2 separate regions of the Mus musculus genome follow, and region 2 is linked to region 1. The links are chromatin contacts, called in public HiChIP or PLAC-seq maps. All regions are on one chromosome and are shown on one strand. Each heading gives the region's core, a stretch centred on a gene start, on an enhancer-like site or on the middle of the called end of the contact. The rest is flanking DNA. Distances are from core to core; before and after follow the strand shown. Region 1 has its middle 24 kb from the start of Gm33149. Region 2 has its middle 42 kb from the start of Rpap3.

The links. HiChIP or PLAC-seq counts read pairs in DNA pulled down with a chosen protein or histone mark.
Region 2: a contact with region 1 is called in a CTCF HiChIP or PLAC-seq map of the NIH/3T3 cell line, with 5 read pairs. The contact joins two enhancer-like sites. A contact is called at or near these places in 1 of 15 datasets of contacts at CTCF or cohesin (the NIH/3T3 cell line), 2 of 484 Hi-C or Micro-C datasets (embryonic fibroblasts and embryonic stem cells) and 3 of 115 datasets of contacts at active chromatin or transcription factors (T-cell acute lymphoblastic leukemia, embryonic basal ganglia and embryonic stem cells).

What each region holds. Positions count from the first base shown.
Region 1 is chr15:97,135,609-97,142,470 of GRCm38.p6, forward strand. No RefSeq gene overlaps it. Among named protein-coding and RNA genes, the nearest start is that of Gm33149, 24 kb to the right of the region's middle. Within about 2 kb of position 2,908, at least 11 of the 459 cell types and tissues checked have an H3K27ac peak or open chromatin away from gene starts, as enhancers often do. A contact at or near this core is called in the NIH/3T3 cell line, where this site is marked.
Region 2 is chr15:97,660,253-97,667,114 of GRCm38.p6, forward strand. No RefSeq gene overlaps it. Among named protein-coding and RNA genes, the nearest start is that of Rpap3, 42 kb to the right of the region's middle. Within about 2 kb of position 3,624, at least 173 of the 459 cell types and tissues checked have an H3K27ac peak or open chromatin away from gene starts, as enhancers often do. A contact at or near this core is called in the NIH/3T3 cell line, where this site is marked.

The DNA.
Region 1 (6,862 bases), core at 1,658-4,157:
TCAATGAAACTTTTGAGATAGACGTGGAAGATTCTGGAAACAAAGAATAAGTGTCAAGAGATCTGTCCAACTTCTCGGCCAGGAGATTTCCTGGGGCTCTGATGTCTTTAGCAAGCCCTAGTTCCATTTCTCTTGTATTGCTTCTGTCTGTGGCACATTACAGGACAGTGTAGGGCTTCAGAACTGTCCCTGGGGGACGGGTGGGAGTGTAGAAAGCTTCCTTGGCCTTCGTCTTCCCTACCCCTGCCTAGATTCTAAACTGGCTATCTTTCAGCCATCGGAATCTCATTTTTCCTCTTCCAGATACTTTCCACCACAACCTGGGTCACAGCGGGTGCATTATGTCACACTGCCTATTTTAAAGGCTGTGTATCATGTGATATCTCACAGTTCATCACCTTACAGCTATTCAGGTGTCCCATGAAGAGCTGTCACCTAGGCTGCTGGGAAGTGACCCAGAATGCAGCCTAGCAACCAAATGGAAACACGCACAGCCTAGTTCAAATTGTTAGGCAGGACTTTCTATAAAACTCAAAATAACATCAGCATCGGACAATATTTGTCCTTATCAACTCAAAGGAGGTTTGGGCAGGTCTGGGAGGGTAAGACTAAAAAATTCAGGAAGTTTGATATACATAGTCACACACACACACACACACACACACACACACACACACACACACTATCTCCAACAGCACTTGTAACAGGACTTGCTTTGGGACTGCCAGCTTCCAAATAATGACACAGAGACATATATTTATTTATGAATGCCTAGGCCTGAAGTTAGGTTTGTTTCCAGCTGGCTCGGAGCTCAACTATTCCGTTTATGCTAATCTAAGTCTCACCATGTAACTGGTTAGCTACCTCTCCTTCCTTCCAGGCCTGCAGCTTCTTCTCCATCTTCTTGATGAATCCTCCCGGGCCTGACTCTCTCCCAGAGTTCCCCTCTCTTCCAGGAAGTCCCACCTTCTATTTCCTGTTTTTGTTACAGGCCGTCAGCTTTTTGATAAACCAGTCAGAAGGTGAGAGAGGGTGGGTTTACAAAATATGATGCAGCCATATTAATAACGACACCAAAGTCAGCTTGTACTTGGCCCTCTGCCAACAGAGAGATCAGCATTTGAATAATACAAAGACGGTGTTTACACGGTGCACAATATTATCCCAACAGTGAGTTCTCCCAACAACTCCAGTAATGGCTCTAGTTAGACAGTCGTCTTCTTCCTTGACCACTGGACCATCCTGTGATGGGTTACACATCTGCAAACAATATACGTATTTCTAAGAACTGTGTGGGATTGTGTCTTCTTCCAAAATAAAGAACTCCCCTGTGCTAGTTAATGACTCTAATCTTAGAACTTGGGAGACTGAGGCAGGGGGATGACCATGATTTCAAGGCCAATGTTGGCAACATAATGAGGTCTTGGCCAGCCTTGGCTATAGAAGGAGACCTTATCTCAAAAGAGGAGGCAGGAATATGAGGAAAGAGAAGTAGAGGAAAAAAGAAAGAGACTCAAAGTTGGCCACAGATTTAAATATAAATGTAAAGCATGAAAAAAATCACATTCTTTACCCTCATTTTCAAATCAACTTAGGCAGATTAGTTCATCACTTTTCTCTAACGTTCTGGATTTTTCTAGGTAATCCGAGTATGCAAAGTGCGAGTCATTCTTGAACAGAAGGTTATAGGAGCTGAACGGGCATCTCTTTCACAGGACCATTCGATGGTCACTGGAATAGAAAGCTTTACCTATGTGATGCAGAGGTTGCTGGGCTCCTACTACTGTGTTGAAGCTGTGTGAAGACAGGCTTACAAACGGATCCAGGCATCACGTGCCAGAACTCAAATCCCTGCTGTAACAGTCACTTGTACATCCCTGGTGTGATTGTCATCTTAGAGGCTGGCTGATGAGTAAGCTTGCCCTTTCTGAACTCTGGCTGGCTGGTTCAACTCAACTGCTCTGGCTCAAACTCCCCTCCAAGATGACTGATTCAATCTGGCTTCTCTTGGCTTCTCACTAAATTGCTCTGCTTGGCCTCAAACTAACTCTGGCAATCTGTTCTAATCTTCTGGATCCTTCTCTGGCTCCTTCTGTCTTCATCTGGAACCTGTCTCTGTAAAACTGTCCCCGTAAAAACTGCCTCTCTCCCCCTCTTTTCCATGCTCCCCTCTTGAGCTAGCTCTTTCCTGTCTGTTCTCACGAGAAATGGGCATATCCCTTCTCTGACTCTGCCAAGTCCTTCTCTGATCCATCACTTTGTCTGCCCCTCGATTAGAAATCACTTTCAAACATGGCTGCTTCCTTCTATAAACTAACCTTACCTTAATGGTGTGTAGTAAAGGCATGTCTATATTCCAGCCAGGGGGATGAAAGGCATGTGACATTAAATTCCAATAGATCACACAGACCTAGGTCTTTGGATGTGATTAGAGCAGCCATGTTCCTGGATTAAAATTCCTCTACATCCTGTCCCACCAGTGTTGGACCTGTGTCTTTCTATTGTTTATTTCACCCCTAGTAATCTCTGTTTCCTCAACAGATAAGCTGCACTTGCTAGTACTACTGATGAGACTGTCTTAGTCAATGTTCTTTTGCTGGGAAGAGACACCATGACCAAGGCAACTCTTACAAAAGGAAGTATTGAATTGGGGTCTGGCTTACAGTTTCAGAGAGATTAGTTCATTATCATCATGGCAGGAAGCATTGTGGCACACATGGAGCTGAAGCAGTAGCCGAGAGTCACACTCTGTTTCACAAGCACACACTCACACAGAGGGAAGCAGGGAGAGAGAGAGAGAGAGAGAGACAGAACCTGGCATGGTTTTTGAAACCCCAAGGCACACCCACAATACCACACTTCCTCCAACAAAGCCATACCTTCTAATCCTATGGAAGAGTGCCACTCCCTGGTGACTAAGCATGCAAGTATATGAGCCATTCTTATCCAAACCACCGCAAATACTAGCCCTATTCTTGGCACTTCCCAAGTTCTCAGTTACCATGAGCTGCAGTTATTAGGTAGAATAAGTTACTCAGCAGATTCTGACTGCCGTGAAACAGCAGCGTCAGTCATTGACTTGCCTTGCTCATTTAGCTGGTATCGATTAGGAAGCGCTGAATTTAGAAGATGCCTGATTGACTAACAGGATCTCATTATCAATAATGGAGATACTAGGGTTATTAACATTCCTCAAATTAAATAGGAAAGTCCCTCCTGGAATTCTCTTCTCCTTTTCTTTCTCTTTTCCTTCTCCTCCCCTCCTTTTTTCCTGTCTCCTCCTTCCTCCTGCCTGACGTTTTGTTGGTTGGTTGGTTTTGTTTGTTTGTTTGTTTGTGTTGGGATTGAGCCCACGGTCTTCTGTGTAAAGACGAGTTTCTTTCGCTGAGTTACAATACCCCATGCCTTGACTTTTCTATGTGGATGCTGTGTCGTCTGTGAATGGACTTTTGTCCTTCTCAGTACCTTAGCCTTTGACTGATTTGCTGTCCCAGCGAGTTAACTAAAACTCCCGTAAGATGCTGAGAAGGAGTGTTATTTAAGAAGTCCTTTCCTTGCTCCTGATCCATGTGGAAAGCTTCTAGTTTTTCACTGTTGATCAGGATGTTAGCAGCGGTGTTTGTTTTTAATTTTAAACGATGTTTCTTATTCTCTGAGAATTTCTTACAGTGTCTTTAACATATCCACTCCCTTCCCCCAGCTCCTCCCATAACAAAGGTTCCACCAAATCTGACACATGGCCCTTTTGTGTTCAAGACTCTTGTACGTGCATACAATGTGACTTTGCTCAAGTCCACCCCACTTTGCTCCACTCTGACTTCTCCCACACCCCCTCCCCACACCCACCCCACCCCCACTTGCTCACAAGGTCATGGGATCTTTTCTCCTCCACGGGCCAGCATTTTAGTAGGTATATTCAGAACACTGACACACGAGTCACTCAGTATTTACTGAGTTCATTATTGGTTTCTGCGTACTTTGTTCCTATTTTATTTTAGCTTTTACTTGACTTCATTTATTGTGAATTTAAAATGCTTTTTTATTGTCATTGTTGCCTTTTATTTTTAAACAGAGCTCAAAGCCACAGAGAACTTGCAAGATAGATGGTACTAGCCAGAACCTGTTGCAATCCCCCCGAGGGCTGGAATTCCCAGTGCACATTCCTGGTGTTGTGTTTTAACTGAGCATTTTATATACATGTATTTTCTTTCTTTTCTTAGCATATCATTTTACACACACCCCATCCCTACACCTTTTAAATGTGTGCACTGGAACACACAAGGATCAAGCCATAAGTCCATTTTCAAGTGAGACTGTACCAAGTCATGATATTTGATGACTATCTCGGTTAGGGTATCTGTTGCTGTGAAGAGACACCGTGACCAAGGCAATTCTTATAAGGACATTTCATTGGGGCTGACTTACAGGTTCTGAGATTCAGTCCATTATCATCAATGCAGGGAGCACAGTAGCATCCAGGTAGGCATGGTGCTGGTGGAGCAGAGAGTTCTACGTCTTGATCAGAAGGCAGCCAGGAGGAGACTCTAGATCACACCAGCCAGACTTAAGCATATATTTGAGACCTCAAAGACCCACCTCCACAGTGACACACTTCCTCTAACAAGGCCACACTTCCTCTAACAAGGCCACACCTTCTAATAGTGCCACTTCCCATTGACAAAGCATATTCAGACCACCACAATGACATTATAACAGTGAAATATTAATTCCCCCCTCTGTCCTTAAATCGTGTGCACAGTTCATTTTACTTACACATAAGCATTCTGTAGCTGTAAGCATATATATGATATACACATAATCAAATACATACTTGTTATGATTATAAATGGCTATCTGTTATAACCAATTAAAAATAGCAAAATAGTTTTGGAAAAGGTAAAATTAAAAAAAAAGTTATGAGCAAACCCAAGAAATTTTTTAAATTTTTATAAATATAAAATCTATGTATATGTAATTATATTTATATATATATAATAAATGTATATTTATATTTATAAAATATAAAATTAACTTCCACTTAATAAAAATATAAAATTAAGCCTTCACTTAATCCTCCTTCGTGCTCTTCCTTTATGTATCTATACATTTCTAAACTATATAATTTCTTTTTCTTCTATCCTAATAGAATATCCTAATAGAATAGAGGACCCAGCACAGGAGATGGGGTCTTGTGTAGCCCAGGCTAGCCTCCAACTTGCTGTGTAGCCGAGGGTGACCTTGAGCTTCCGACCCTCCTGCCTTTACCTCCCAAGTGCTGGTAGTTATTATAGACAGGGGCTGTCACGCCCAGTTTATGCCCTGTGGGGAGTTGAACCTGCGACTTCCTGACTGGGAAGCAAGCACATTACAGCTGAATGATGTCCCCAGCTCCCAAAGACTTTCAGGTAACGTTTGCCAGATCTGCAGGCAGAGACATCGTCAGCTCTTGTTTGCTGATGAGGCCTTCCTGCCTTACTGCGTTCTCAGGAGATGCTTTTGAAAGATGCAGAATTCTAGGTCAGTGCTGGGTGTCGCTCACAACCCTGAATACGTCATTTCCTGAATACGTCACTCCATTTCCCGCGCACAGAGACGCCGATAGATTCCTGCCTCGGCTCCTGCCTCGGCTTATTTATAGGTGATGTGTGGATGTTTTCTTCTTTCAATAATAATTTTTCTTTTATCTTCATTTTCCCCCCGTCATTTGAATACAGATGGCGCGTCTCTGTGGCTTGCTTTGGTTAGGGTGGGGGTTGGGATCCATTCTACTTTATTTTCCCCACGTTTACACGGTTTACGTCCTTGAGTCTGACACGGTACATATACATGCACATTTTCAGGTCAGCAAGTCCGTTTGCGAGTTAAGACTGTACCACGTTGTGGTATCTGATGTAGAATCTCAGCCGTCGTTGCTTCCAATGTTATATTAGTCCGTCGCCTCCTTCTCTTTGGTGCTGCAGTTGTGTGTAGATCGCACCGTTCATTGTTTCCCCGCATCTCTTAGATAGTCTATTAATTTCTTTGGTGTCTGTTGTCTTTGTGTTGTCTTGGTGTTTCTGTTGACAGATCCTCAAATTCAGAGGCTGTGCTTGGCTCTGTCCAGTATGGCTGACAGGCTCCTCATAGTACTGTTTATTTCTGTCACAGTGATTGTCATCTTCTTCCTTCTTCTTCTAATTCTCCTTCTCCTCCTTCTTCCTCTTTTCCTCTTCTTCTTCTAGTCTTTATTGTTGTTGTTTTTCTCTTCCTCCTCTTCTTCTTTTAGTTCTTCTTGCCCTTCTTCTTGTTCTGCTCCTCCTCCTCCTCTTCCTCCTCCTCCTCTTCCTTCTCCACCACCACCTCCTTTTCCCATCTTGTGGAATTTGTGCTTGGCTCTTTCCTGAGATTTCCATTTCAATGCCTTTATCACCCTGCTATGTCTGTCTGCTGTCTGCTTTATCCATTAGGTTCCTCATCACATTAATTTTAGTTGTTTAACATTCCTGGCCTAATAGAGCCAACCTCCCTGCTCTCTGGTTCTCATACTTGCTGTCTCTTCAAATCATGCTTTACCCTTTGGTATGCCTTGTGGATTTCACTCTTTATAACTGAACATGATGTACTGAGCTAATGGAACAGCCGTATGTAGGCCCCTTTGTCCCTAATTAGGAGTGTGGTGGTAAGAGGGAGTCTGTAGTTCTGTGAATAAGCCTGCCTTTTACAGAGCCTGGGACTCTGGACTGTGAACTTGACAAGCAGTTCTTAATCGCCAGGCTCCAAAAGAGGCAGAATGGTTACAAATATGGAGTTAGAGGTTTCTCTTCTTTTCAAACAGAAGGTTGGAGGAGGTTGAGTTCAGCATCTCTTTCTCCTACTTAGATGC
Region 2 (6,862 bases), core at 2,374-4,873, 530 kb after region 1:
CAGCTTCCAACGGCTTCCTTGGTTGGCTGAGTGTAGAGATCTCTCCCACTGCTAAAGGACAAAACCTACATAAGACACAAAAGAACCCTTACACCTATGGACCCAGTTCTCATTTTCAGGTAACAAATTCTCAGGAGCCATGCTTGGTGTGGCTAAAGGACCCAGGTCTGTGCAGGCTGGGAATCCAGCAAAGAAGGACACCAGCTTCCAAGGACAATGGACAACAGGCTTAAGCCAGTTTTAGCTCAACATAGTATGCCCAATTCATGCCCTTGGGTGACAGGCTTTTCTGAATAGCCGCCAGCCACACATTCGGCACCATGAGCAAGCACACAGACGGGTATGTGAGTTCACCCTGCCTTGTCTCCCCTTCCACAAACTGCTGTCTGTCCATCACGGTTCTTTCCAATGGAGAGGCTAATTAAGAAAAAGCACACAGAGCCTGCAAGAGCCTAGACGAGCCAGAGAAAACTTTCACTGACTCTTGGAGATAGATCAGAAATTCATTCACTGAGAAAATGAAGTCTATTCATCCAGCTCCTTAGCCAAGTTCACTTTTATACAAACATGAATATATGTCGTGATGGTCCAGCCCGCTCGACAATAGCTGACAACTCCGAATGTGTCTCTCGGACTCCGCTTTCTCCTCCCTGTAAAGCTCCTATCTTCCCTTCCAGACCTGGGAAAGTCCTCGTCATATTCAAAGGCCTCGTTCACATACCATCCTCTGTGGCAAGCTTTTCAAAATGTTCATCCCACCGTCCACGAGGAAGCACACTGCTCCTTGGGTGCTGTGTTCTTCCTCAGTCAGCTCCCCACCGTTTATTCAACCATCCTACAAGGCCAGTGGCTTGTGCTCCCAGGTGCTGACCTGAGTCCACTATCCACAGGAAGGCAAGAGTCCTGCTTCGTTCATGCTTGTGGCCCTGGTGCCATGCACAGTGTCTGGCATTTATGTGTCCTCAGTCACCAAATGACTTCCAGGCCTCAGTTTCCCCTCCGTAGAGTGTCAAGGCCATCCACAAGCCAGGCTCTGTCCACGTGCAGTATGGCAATGTGAAGTCCTGCCTTGCCCTCCACAGACCACCTCACTAGGAGTTGATTCCTTTCACCTCTTCCAGCATCCTAATGAACAAGAGGCAACAATTCTGATATTGTGAAGTTTATACCTCAAGGGGGTGGGTAGGGAGTGGAGGCACACGCTAGCAAATAAGTAACTATGCCTGTCTTCGTCAGGGTTTCTATTCCTGCACAAAGCATCATGACCAAGAAGCAAGTTTGGGAGGAAAGGGTTTATTCAGCTTACACTTCCACGCTGCTATTCATCACCAAAGGAAGTCAGGATAGGAACTCACACAGGGCAGGAACTTGGAGGCAGGAGCTGATGTAGAGGCCATGGAGGGGTGCTGCTTACTGGCTTGCTTCCCCTAGCTTGCTCAACCTGCTTTCTTATAGAACCCAAATCTACCAGCCCAGGGATGGCACCACCCATAATGGCTCCTCCCACCCTTAGTCACTAATTGAGAAAATGTCTTACAGCTGGATCTCATGGAGGCATTTCCTCAAGGGAAGCTCCTTTCTCCGTGATAACTCCAGCCTATGTCAAGTTGACACACAGAACCAGCCAGTACAGTGCCAGAAGATATCAGAGAGCTCGAATAAAATTAAACAGTGTTTAAGAAAAGTTTCATGAGTAAGAGAAGAAGTTAGCGGCTCTCTTAGAGGAGGTGAGACCGAGCAGGTGGGTGCAAAGGCCCTGAGACAGCATAAGACAGCACTAACAGAGAGGAAAAGGAGCAAGGGGTGCTGGGAACGCAGTGACCACGGGAAGAATCGATAAGCATTAGTGGCTGAAACAGACAGCAGGTAGATCACGTAGGGGCTTAGTAGACTGTGAATAGGAAGCCTATTTCGGGACTGGCATAGTTAAGAGTACTCACTACCCTTGCAGAGAAACCCAAGTTGGGTTTCCAGCACCCACTGAATGACTCATGATCATTCATAACTCCAGTTCTAGGGGAGCACATATCCTCTTCTGGCCACATGGTGCACAGACATACATACACACATACATACACACATACATACACACACATACATGCATGCATACACATACATACATGCATGCATGCATGCACACATACATGCATACATACACACATACATATACACGCATACACACATATATACATACATACATACACACATGCATACATACATGCATACACACATACATATACACGCATACACACATATATACATACATGCATACACACATGCATACATACATGCATACACACATACATATACACGCATACACACATACATACACACACATGCATGCATGCATACACACATACATATACACGCACACACACATATATACATACATGCATACACACATACATACATGCATACACACATACATATACACGCATACACACATATATACATACATGCATACACACATGCATACATACATGCATACACACATACATATACACGCATACACACATACATACACACACATGCATGCATGCATACACACATACATATACACGCATACACACATACATACACACACATGCATGCATACACACATACATATACACACATACACACATACATATACATGCATACGCACATACATACATGCATGCATACACACATATATACATGCATACACACATACATACATACACACATACATACACACATACACACATACACACATGCATACATGCATATATACATACACATACATACATACATACATAGAGGCAAAACTCTCATATACAAAAATTTTAATTAATATTTAAAATTTTTTAAAAAGATGTTATATTTTATTAAAAGTGCAATGACATACCACTTACAGATTCTTTTATTTTCTCTTTTTTGCTATGTATTTTTTGAAAGGGTTTCTCTGTGTAATCCTGGCTGTTCTGGAACTCCCTCTAGACCAGGCTAGCCTCGCACTCAGAGATCTGCCTGCCTCTGCCTCCTGAGTGCTGGGACTAAAAAGGCCCTGTGCCACCACACGCACCTAACTTTCCAACTCTTAATCCAGCAGTGGCAAGAACTGACTTGTGCTTTTAGAAGTTTGGTGGCTGACGTGGGTAAAAAGATGCTTGCCATGAAGATAAACTGAGTTCTTTCTGTCCCTAGATGTGGGGCACCAACTCCATGGAGTTATCCTATAACCACACCTGTCATTCTCTCTCTCTCTCTCTCTCTCTCTCTCTCTCTCTCTCTCTCTCTCTCACGTATACATTAATAATAAACATTTTTACTTTTACCTTTGCGATAGAGAACGGCTTATAGGGACTAGAAGCAAAGAGAACAAATAGCAGACTAGGGAGATGTTGACTGTAGACTTTACCTCGTTGGTACAGCAAAGGGCTGGGAACTAAGTGAGCTTCAGAGAGGGAACTATGAGGACTTGGGAGAGGGGTGGCCTGGGGGCTATTGCACCAAGGACGGGGATGACTATCTCTAGATCTCTACCCATTCAGGCTGAAAACCACAGGTGGGGAAGTCCTGGAAGATTCAGTGTCTGGTGAGAGCCTGTTTCCTCACATGGTGCCTTCTTACTGCCCCCTTGTGGTACAGAAGGAGCAAGGCAGCTCTCAAGGGCTCCGTCTTTCTGTATTTTCGCCTTCCTAGTTGCTGTGATGCTACCCGGCAGAAGCAATTTAGAGAAGGAAGGATTTCTCTCGCGAGGACACTGCCCACTGTGGCAGCGTTCACAGCCTGGCAGCGGGAGCCTCGGGCAGATGCGTGCTCCATGGCGTCAGCCAGGAACAGCTGGCTGATAACCCTCAAGACCTTTCGCCTGTCAGCTAGGTGCAGCGTCCAGATTACACAGCCTCCCGAAACAGCGCCACCAGATGGAGACCAAATGTCCCGAAACACGAGCTTGCAGGAGATGTTTCACATTCAAACTGTAACATTTCCCAGAGCCAGCCTTCGAGACTCCACAGAATCGTGTAGAAGGGACCCAAACAATAATCTGTTAAAGATAGATTACCATGCACTAAATCTCACCCAGAAGCTTCTGCCCCTTGCTGCCCCCTTGTGGGCACAGGGATGTTGGGCAAGGAGGTCTTAATCTCACACCAGAAATTTCCGGGTGAGATTAAGAATTAAGTACAGAAGATATTTTTAAAATGATTAAAAGCCAGTGCAGTTTTGCATATTTCCACTGCTAATTACAACTGAAAGGACGTCGTGTACAGATCATTCTAAAAGACAATTCTAAACGCCTGGTGCAATGGCTTACACCTTTAGTTCCAGTACTCGGGAGGCAGAGGCAGGCAGATCACTTAGTTGGAGGCCAACCTGGTCTACAGAAGGAGTTCCAGAATAGCCTCGGCTACATAATGAGACCCTGTCTCAAAAGAAGGAGGAGGAGCAGGAGGAAGAAGAGGAAGAAGAGGGGGACAAGGATGAGTGGGAGGAAAAAAGCTGCTAGTAAAGTAGAGAAAAGAAGAAAGACTGTAGCTGGGCAGTGGTGGCACACGCCTTTAATCCCAGCACTTGGGAGGCAGAGGCAGGCAGATTTCTGAGTTCAAGGCCAGCCTGGTCTACACAGCCAGGCCTATTCAGAGAAACCCTGTCTCAAAAAAACAAAACAAACAACAACAACAACAAAAAACCAAAAAAACAAACCAAACAAACAAAAGCAGACAGACTGTCCGGGGACCTTGGGATATGAGGAATACAGTGTGAATTCCCCGAGCTTAGTGTTTTTCTCACATACCAAACAGCTACAAAGGCCGCCAGCAAACTAGAAACACCAATTGTGTGCATTGCAAGAAAGCTCCTAGGATCACCCATAGGGGACCAGCAAGAGCTTTTTCTCATTAGCCACCGCGGTGCAAAGGGTGGCGCTGACATTTTTCCCCCCAGCATTGAAAAGGAAGGCTGTCAGTCAAGAACTCTGGATCCAGTCAAAACATAATTCTTTCGACGCAGTTTTGGTTTTGTGAGCGTTGTGGTTTTAAGCAGTGGTGTCTTTTTAAGTTTCTATTTTGGTGCCCAACCATCGAGTACCATGTTGTGTTCATTAGATCCCTTTTATGAATGTATATGACCCCATTACTATAACTCACTTTTTCTAACGTTTTAATGTAGGGTAATGTCAATGGACAGTCGTGTGATGAAGTTCACAATGTACCACCTATGTACTTAAGAGTTTATGGGGTAAACCAACCAGCTTGAAACGTCACGATGGGCTTAAATGAAAAGCACAGCGCCACCTCCTGGCCAGAAGCTAACAGTGCAGCTGTTTAAAGGGCGCAGTTCTGGATTTACTCAAATCATCACCAGATCTATGAAGTGTAATTTAATTAACGAAATTAAGACTCTTTGGTTTCATAATAGCACATGTAAAGGAGAGTGTAATTAAATCCCAGTGTCTATCACTATAGTATGAAAACCTTAGTCCTGAGTTTGGGTCGTTGTCAATTAGTTTCATTGACCTGTAACAAATTCTCTGATTAACAGTTAGTGTGCTGAAAAGTTAATTCGTGATAGCTTTCTCCTGGTGCCTCGACGTGCAGTGACAAATCACGCTCTGAGAGACGATGTGGAATACATGGGTTCCACGCATGTATTGTACAGGTGGAGCTGACTTGGCCATGTCCGCTTTGAGCCTTGGGACTGAGGTGTTAGGGTTATTATCCGGGGTTTTGAGGTTGAAACGTGATAGAGTGTGTACGTAAGGGCAAAATAAAATTTCCCGTACGCACTGCCTCGAAAAAGAAAAAAGAAACAAAACAAAACCCGAAACTCGGTTGGCGCACGTCAGACCCACTTCCTGCCTTCTTTCTCTTTCAGGGCTTTGTCTTTTCAAGATTCTCCCATTGTTAAGGACGTGGAATTTCCTCGGCCTCAGCCTCCCAAGTGCTGGGATTAAAGGCTTGTGCCATCACTGCCCTCCAGCATATTAACAGCCCGACAGTCACCAGAGACATTTAGCCACTGTCCAACCGCACCACCTTCAGCGCCGTTAAAAAGGAGCCTTTTCACCGGCTCCTTCCCACCTGTATTTTCAGGATATTTCTTCCTTTTCAAAGTCCACTATGATGTTTATTTTAAACCGGGGGTTGGGGTGGAGGTATGTACTGAAATATATTGGGGGTTTGCTTCTTCAAAACACCCTCCAAGTCTCTGGAAAGACCTGATACACATCTACTTTGGGGTGGGCAGACAGCGTGCCAGCCTAGCCACGACTGGACACTGGTCGTGAGCCTCGAGCTGTGCGCCTGTCTGGGCAAGGCACCAGGAACTCAGCTTCTCTGTCTGACCTGCCTATGGCCCAAGGGCAGGGTGAGTCCCACAGCCCTCTCTGTGTGCTGGCTTTTTAGCTGTACCGCCATCATGGCTGGCACGGATGTTAGCTGTACCACCATCGTGATGGATGTACACGGATGCAGCCTCTGTGAGATGCCTCTTGTGTAAATGAGAGAACGAGCTGTTTCTGTCACAGCCCCCAATGTCCACCCCCACCCCACCCTACCCGGGACTCACTTTGTCCTTTTTCTGAATAACACATTCAAAAGTCATATCCTAATTTTTACTATTTATATCTGATACTAATCTTGTTTGTCAACTTGACTGTACCTAGAATCAGCCAAAACCCAGGCTACCGGCATTCTTGTGAGGAATTTTCTTCTTTTTTTTTTTTTAATATTTATTTATTTATTTATTTATTTATTTATTTATTTATTTATATGTAAGTACACTGTAGCTGCCTTCAGACACTCCAGAAGAGGGAGTCAGATCTCATTACAGATGGTTGTGAGCCACCATGTGGTTGCTGGGACTTGAACTCAGGATCTTAGGAAGAGCAGTCAGCGCT